Linked DNA regions of Mus musculus: region 1 is linked to region 2. A link is a contact called in public Micro-C data. All regions are on one chromosome and are shown on one strand. The core of a region is the stretch at or near the end of the contact, and the rest is flanking DNA. Distances in the headings are between cores, read along the strand shown.

Region 1 (3,727 bases), core at 453-2,952, 110 kb before region 2:
TTTTCATCGGGATCTGCTGTGGGGACCCATGGAGAAGGCCTTGACCTATAAAGCCACTGTCTAATCTCACGTAGAAGGCCTCTCTGCTCTCTTAGCCACAACTACCACCAAGGCCAAGCCTGCTGCCTCTGTCAAGCCAAGTACTCTCCCCTTGGAACCAGCCGAAGCTACCCCTTCCCCCCGACCCCAGGCTAGATCCTGCCTACAGGCCCCCACTCTGTTCTCTGCTCTTCTCAGGCTCCCAGGGATGCCTGCGTGTCCAAGAGCCTGAGAACCAGATGGCCCCGGCCTCATCGCTGGCCTGGGGACCCCTGAACCAGCTCTGCCATGGTGCTTGTTCCTCCTCCCCAACGTCCATGTCCTGTGGCAGAGCAGACACAGGACCCACAACGCCACAGGTTCCCACCCTCCCCCTGTTCCCTGGTTTGGGGATTCTCCTCCCCCCAACCACCAAGACCATGAGCCTAAAGGCTTCAAATACATACCCAAGAAAAAGATTTGTTCCCAAACTTACTTAAACTTTATTTTCTGTCTCTAATATGTATGTATTTCAGTTTCTTGCAAAGTCCAGGCATTTTCTCAAAATCTGCTCTACCTTCACAGACACTTCTACTGCACCTGCACTTTCCTAGCCTCAGATGATTCCACAGACCCTGGGCAGCAATGAAACAGCCAGCTCTCCCGCGACTTGACCAACAGCCCGTTCCCAGTTTTCTTAGGTTCCCAAAAGACACAGTGATCACCCCAACGTCAGCAGGAAGTAATTAAAGAACACGACGACCCCATTTCTGCCCCACCATCCCTTCTTTCTAGTTCCTCATTTTTAAATTAAACTCAAATAGAGGAATGTTGGCATTTCGTCTAGGCTCTGCCTAACAGTTACCTAGCAACAGCCAGGTAGGAGCCTGCTCACTATAAGAAGGGCTGTTTGGCTTCCATCTGTGTGTCTCTATCTCAGTCTCTTTCTGTCTTTCTGTCTCTCTCCCTATGTTATCTTTCACTTCCTCTCTCTTCCTCTCTCTTTCCATCTACTCTTTCTCCTTCCCTCTCTCTCTCTTCCCCACATGTCCCTAGCCGGCCTCTTCCCTTCTTTTTTTCTTCCCCTCTCCTCTCCCTCTCTGTCCTTTTCTGTCCCCCTCCCTTCTCAGTCTCTATCCCCTTCTCCAGGTCCCAAATAAACTTCCTTTATACTAGGCATGTGCACGGCTTAACTGTTCAGGGCTACACCTTGGCAGGGCCCGCTGAGATAAAACACAACAGTAACTGATACTCAAAATTGTTTCGAGGAGTTAACGGTTCATACTGCTATAAAGCTGTGAGTGCTGGGCCCTGGGACTGGCTTGCAAGAAAAAATGGAAGAGTTTGGAGGTATGGGCTAGAGAAACTTTAACAGACTCTAAGCAGAGCTTAATAGGAAATCCCAGTGGGTCTTTGGAAGACCACAGTGCTGGTGGGAATATGAAGAGTGTAGACTGCACTGGTGAGGTTTCAGATGAGAATGACGGCCCTCTGGGAAAGTAATGACCACTTGTTCTACATACTGAGAAAGAAAGCTATTCATTCTTTTGGTTTGGGTTTTGGTTTTGGTTTTGGTTTTGGTTTTGGTTTTGCTTCACAGAGGATCACAGCTAAAAGAACCCTCAGTCTGAGTAGAGACATGGAACTTGAGACTTTTGAATCATGTTAAGACTGCTGGGGCCCTTGAAGCTGCACCCGATGTACTTTGCATGGGATGACACTGAGCTCAGGGGTGCCTGTGGCAACATGGTATAGGGTGAGTCATAAATACCTTCCACATGCTCTCAGCATCTGTAATTATTTCAAAGACTGGGAACCCAGTAGAAGGTGGAGAAAATGGGTAACTGGGGACAGGGCTTTGAAGGTTATACCTGTTTCTGGTACAGGCTGCTATTTCTGCTTCTTGGTCTGCTTCATAAAAGAAAACTCTTACAACATGCCCCACTGAGCCTTCCCTGCTATGATCTGCTGAGATGCCCTGACACAGTGAGCCAGAACAAATCATTCTCTCAGTCATTGCTTCTGCCATGTATTTTGTCTCAGTAAACAGAAAAGTAGCTAATACTTTAATGAGATAATATTTAAACTGAGTTTTAAAAGGTATGATGCGGGGGGAGGGGGCACTGGAAAGATGGTTCAGTGGTTAAGCATACTGACTGCTCTTCCAGACATCCTGAGTTCAATTCCCAGCAATCACGTGGTGGCTCGCAACCATTGGCAATGGGATCTGATGCCCTCTTCTGGTATATCTGAAGAGAGCAACAGTGAACTCATTATATAGAACAGATAAATAAATCTTTAAAAAATCTGAGACTGCCCACCTGGGGATCCATTCCATATACAGTCACCAAACACAGATGCTATTGCAGATCCCGTAAAGTGCTTGCTCACAGGAGCCTGATATGGCTGTCTCCTGAGAGGCTCTACCAGAGCCTGACAAATACTGAGGTGGATGCTCGCAGCCAACTATTGGACTGAGTGCAGGGTCCCCGATGGAGGAGTTGGAGAAGGGACTGAAGAAGCTGAGGGGGTTTGCAGCCTCATGGAGGGAGCAACAGTGTCAACTGGCCAGATGCCCTGGAGCTCCTGGGGATTGGACCAAAGAGTACACATGGAGGGACCCATGGCTTTGACTGCATATGTGACAGAGGATGGCCTTGTTGGACATCAGTGGGAGGATCAGCCCTTGGGTTTGAGGGGGTTAGGTGCCCCAGTATAGGGGAATGACAGGACAGGAAGGCAGGAGTGGGTGGGTAGGTGGGGGAGCACCCTCATAGAGGTAGGGGGAGGGGAGCAGATAGGGAGTTTCTGGAGGGGAGACCTGGAAAAGGGATAACATTTAAAATGTAAATAAAAAAATATACAATAAAAATATCTGTATTTTTTTAAGGTATGACAGGGAGGAAGGACCCTAAGGAAAAGGAAAAGTGAGGGTACCAATATATACAACACGTAAAAATATATAGAAATCAAAACTATAAAAATGAGATAAAAGAAGATCATTACATAATGATAAAGGAGTATATCTGGAAGAATAATGTTATGAATGCATATATGCTCAACATCAGTGCAACTAAGCACATAATATAAATATTGGAATATCAGGAAGGAGGTATACATTTTATTATACTAATAATAGGAGACACTGGGTATATCATCCGGATAGAGAAACTAGAAGGAAACATCAGACTGAAGCTATACTTTAAAATGAAAGGACCTAACAGGCCTATACAGACTGTTCTATTCATCAATAGCAGAATATACATTCTTAATGCACATGAAACATTCTACAGTGTAGATCTTGTTATGGTACAAAACATCTCAACAAATTTTAAAAGCTTAAGTCAATAAATTTCAATCAAAGTACCCTTTTACAATCAGAAAGCTATTAAACTAGAAATTTAAAGCAGGAGGAAAAAATGTATGAGATCTCAGGATGTAGTTCTGGAACGCAAGATTTCTGTCTCCCTCAAAACCTTCTATTGTGTAAAACAAAATGAAATAAGATTAAAAATAATTGAATGCAAAGTATATACAAGCCATACTGCTTTTAAATGCATCCATATTATTGTCACTAGAGGGAGCTCAATGTTTAATTTGTATTCTAAAGGCATGCAGCACATTGGTGATCAAAACTGCAGTTTGTATTCCAGTGCAATGTGTGTAAGAGGCTTCCAAAAATATATATAGTTATTTTCCTCAGAAAATA
Region 2 (3,620 bases), core at 467-2,966:
GATCCAGTATTGATAGTATAGCAGGAGACAGAGGACTCAAACCAGACCAACTCATAGCAATGAACATTTGCAAGGAAAGCTGTTCGGCCAAGAGGGTATATATACTACATGACACACTGAAGTTTTCAGGGTGAGATTTTGTTTTGTTTTCTTTTGTGAGGGGAAGGTTGCAAGGGCAGAGGGTGGAGGGTGGATATGGAGGGATGAGGAGATGAGCTGTTGAAGTGCATGGTATGAAACTCCCAAAGAATCAATAAAACGCTAAAATAAAGTTGTAAATCAGCAACTGGTGGAGTAATAGCAGACATGTGGGTGACCTGCGGAATTTGGAGACATGGGCTTCTATTACACTTGGAAGAGTAATTATCACAATTAGACAAACAGGAAGAGTCCAGCAGATCCCTGGCATCCTTCTGAACCGTTTGAGTTAAGTACTGTCAATGAGATTTCTGTTTGCTTTATTTCATTTTTGAGAGGAAGTCTCACTACGCTGCCTAACTAAGCTGTCCTCAAACTCAACGTCCACCAGCCTCGGCTTCTCAGGAGCTGGGATTACAGGCAGGAACTATCACACTCAGTTTAGCAGAGAGGAACTTGAACGGTTTCAAGGTAGATACATAAATATTCTGTGAGTTTCTACTGTAACCACCTTACTTGAAAACTAATCCCTTAGCGTCTGATTCCGAAATGCATCTCTGATATTGGTTCTAGAAGCATATTTTATTCTGCTATCATGTTAATAAAGTGCTACCCAGGTGAGTACTGAACTACAGCCTAAAAGCACATGAGAGGCGCTCATGTAGCTCGCAGGCTTCAAACTTAGGTAGTTGATAACTTTTAACTCCGGATCCTCCTTCCTCCACCTCCCAAGTGCTGGGATGCCTGCGCCACCACCTCTAGAAAATTTCTATTTTACAGACACTCATAGACTTAGCTAGGCTCAAGGCTAATTATTCAGAGTCCTCTAAGTTGCGTTCTATCCTTGCAGTGCCCCAACCCACATAGATAATCTTTCAGACTTTATCCTTCCCCTTATACTGTTAGTAAACTGCATCTTCTTAAAGTTCCCCGCAAACAAGATAGAGTCGCAGGCAAGTGCATAATCTCCCATCACCAGTGACTAAATAAGGAGACAACCACTTAACACGTGATAACTTTCACTGCGTAAAAAAATGTGTGGGCGGAGGACTCTTCCCCGAGGGGAAATTCTGAAAACTTTAAAGCGGCCCCGTGGTGTCGCGTGATTTCTCCTAACTACGCTCCGGTCTGCGTGCGTCCCCAGCCTTGGCTGGGCGCCTGGGCAACTCCGCGTGGTTCTTCCCCTCGGTTCGCAGCCTAGCTGGAGCCGGTCTAACCTGGGCACGCACACCCCAACGCCCGAAGTACGGTGGGCTGCCATCCCGGTTCCCACCACCCAGCTTCCGTGTCCAGTCAGCCCCGGCCGCCTAGGCGTCCGCCGGAAGGCGAGAAGGACGGACCGGAAGCGCAGGCGCGCTCTACTGCTTCCCAGCCCCCACCGCCCCGCGGCCGCTCCCGGGAAAGAACTCCCCGCCGCCTCCTTAACGCGCCTACCTGGAGCCGCACCGGCGGCCGGGAGCAGCTTCCACATGGGGCCGGCGTCTCAGAACCCCGCGACGTGCGACGCCAACCGCAGCTGCCCAGCCTGCGCGGTCACCGGGCTGCACCGGCGCGGGCTCCGGGACGTGCGCGTTCCCAGGACTCTGACAAGTTCTTCGGAAAGGCGGGAACCGGCCAGAGCGCGCCGCTGACGGGGGCGCCACCTAGTGCTGAAGATGCAGCAGTGCAGCGCGGAAAGCGTCCTGGCAGGAATGTGATGGACCGAACTGGACGCTTTAATCAATGAACTGTGATGTTTAAAAAGCTCGGAAGTAATGTGGATTTTAAACTAGATGTATCAAAGTGCTGTTGAGTGTATTATTTTCTGTATTTTCAAAAGTTACATCATGTGTAGTATCAGTCAAGATGAAGATTTCATGTCAAAATATGTTTAATCTTTTCCACTGTATCCTGAGTGTATTATACCAGAACCATGTTTACATCTTTATACAATGTCAGGATTTACTGAATAACAATAAGTCCACAAGCTTTTTGCCAAGTAGTCCCAATTTCCCTTAATAGTTGACCACTGGCAAACAGTTTTTTTTTAAAGATTTATTTATTTATTATATGTAAGTACACTGTAGCTGTCTTCAGACACTTAAGAAGAGGACATAACAGATGGTTATGAGCCACCATGTGGTTGCTGGGATTTGAACTCATGACCTCTGGAAGAGCTGTCAGTGCTCTTAACCGCTGAGCCATCCATCTCCCCCCACTTTTAATTATGTATTTATTTTATGTATATGAGTACACTGTAGCTGTCTTCAGCCACACCAGAAGAGGGCATCGAATCCCATTACAGATGGTTGTGAGCCGCCATGTGGTTGCTGGGAATTGAACTCAGGACCTTTAGAAGAGCAGTTAATGCTCTTCACCACTGAGCCATTTCTCCAGCACTGACAAATGGGTTTTTTAATCCAGTTGTAATATTAATAAATCATACATTAAGGGTGTGTGTCCATTAAAGAATGACTTCAACTTCTGGGTGTGGTGATGCACACCTTTAATCCCAGCATTCGGAAGGCAGAGGCAGGTGAGTCTCTGAGTTCAAGGCCACCCTGGTCTACACAGAGAAATCCTATCCAAAAAAAAAAAAAAGAATGACTGCAATAGAGTTACAGAAACACAGCAAGAGACATCAAAGGATCTGGGAAGCTAAAGTATGGAGCTGAAACAGCTACAAGCAGAGTAGATGAGCTCTTACAGAGCATGAATGCATCATTGTTTTGATTGTCAGCACAGAAATCTTCCCACATAGTTGTAATTAACTGTTAGATTACATGTGATATATAGGAAAATGTAAGTGATATTTAAACAGTTGTCTGGTTCTATTGTTTAAAGAAAAATAATCTATACATGTTCTGCAGAAATACTTTTAAAATAGTATTTTTGGTCTGTGTTTGCTAGAATCTGGAAACACATAGAATCTAACACTTAGTGGACAATCAACCATTTACGCTAAGGGACCTCTTCCTTTATATGCAACATAGAGAGCTGAGCTTGAAAATTAAGCTTGCTGTTGTTTTGTTTTGTTGGGAGAGTCTCATTATGTAGCCATGGTTTGCCTGGAACTCTATGTAGACCAGGCTGACCTTGAACTAATAGAGATGTGCCTGCCTCTGCCTCCCAAGCACTAGGATTAAAGGTGTGTGCCACCAGGCCCAGCTCAGTTGCTAAGCTTCTTATTCTTAATTGTGCCTATACTGCAATGCTGTGAGGCACTGAAGACTCATTTCAACCACTTTCCTCACCCCAGAAGATATGAGCCTTGATTTAATCCAAATCAAAAATGTCCACAAGGTACTGCATATTGGCTTTTATAAAGCTAACACAGAATTAACCAGTACTTCAGGAACTTCTAAACAACACTCAATCAGGACAGTTGAAGTTCCATTTCAACTCTGTTCAAAAACAAAAAGAACCACGCAACAAAAATCTAAGGTCGTTTGTTTACTTTCTTGTTCAACTTACTAGTGGATTACAACATGGGAGACCATGAA

The links. Hi-C and Micro-C count contacts between places; a contact is called where the count stands out from the background.
Region 1: a Micro-C map of macrophages shows a contact between it and region 2, with 3 times the contacts expected there. The contact joins the enhancer-like site here to the promoter of Nbn in region 2. A contact is called at or near these places in 11 of 39 promoter capture datasets (the 3T3-L1 cell line, 3T3-L1-derived adipocytes, the C10 cell line and 5 more), 1 of 15 datasets of contacts at CTCF or cohesin (pro-B cells), 7 of 484 Hi-C or Micro-C datasets (the HPC-7 cell line, the N1E-115 cell line, cerebral cortex and 4 more), 7 of 115 datasets of contacts at active chromatin or transcription factors (bone marrow-derived macrophages, cardiomyocytes, effector CD8 T cells and 4 more) and 3 of 9 other capture datasets (adipose tissue, liver and macrophages).

The regions. Positions count from the first base shown.
Region 1 is chr4:16,069,391-16,073,117 of GRCm38.p6, reverse strand. No RefSeq gene overlaps it. Among named protein-coding and RNA genes, the nearest start is that of Osgin2, 57 kb to the right of the region's middle. Within about 2 kb of position 1,702, at least 33 of the 459 cell types and tissues checked have an H3K27ac peak or open chromatin away from gene starts, as enhancers often do. A contact at or near this core is called in effector CD8 T cells, macrophages and memory CD8 T cells, where this site is marked.
Region 2 is chr4:15,956,063-15,959,682 of GRCm38.p6, reverse strand. It overlaps Nbn (nibrin), which reads right to left and starts at 1,716. Exons shown (of 16, transcript NM_013752.3): 1 at 1,573-1,716. The coding sequence starts at 1,609.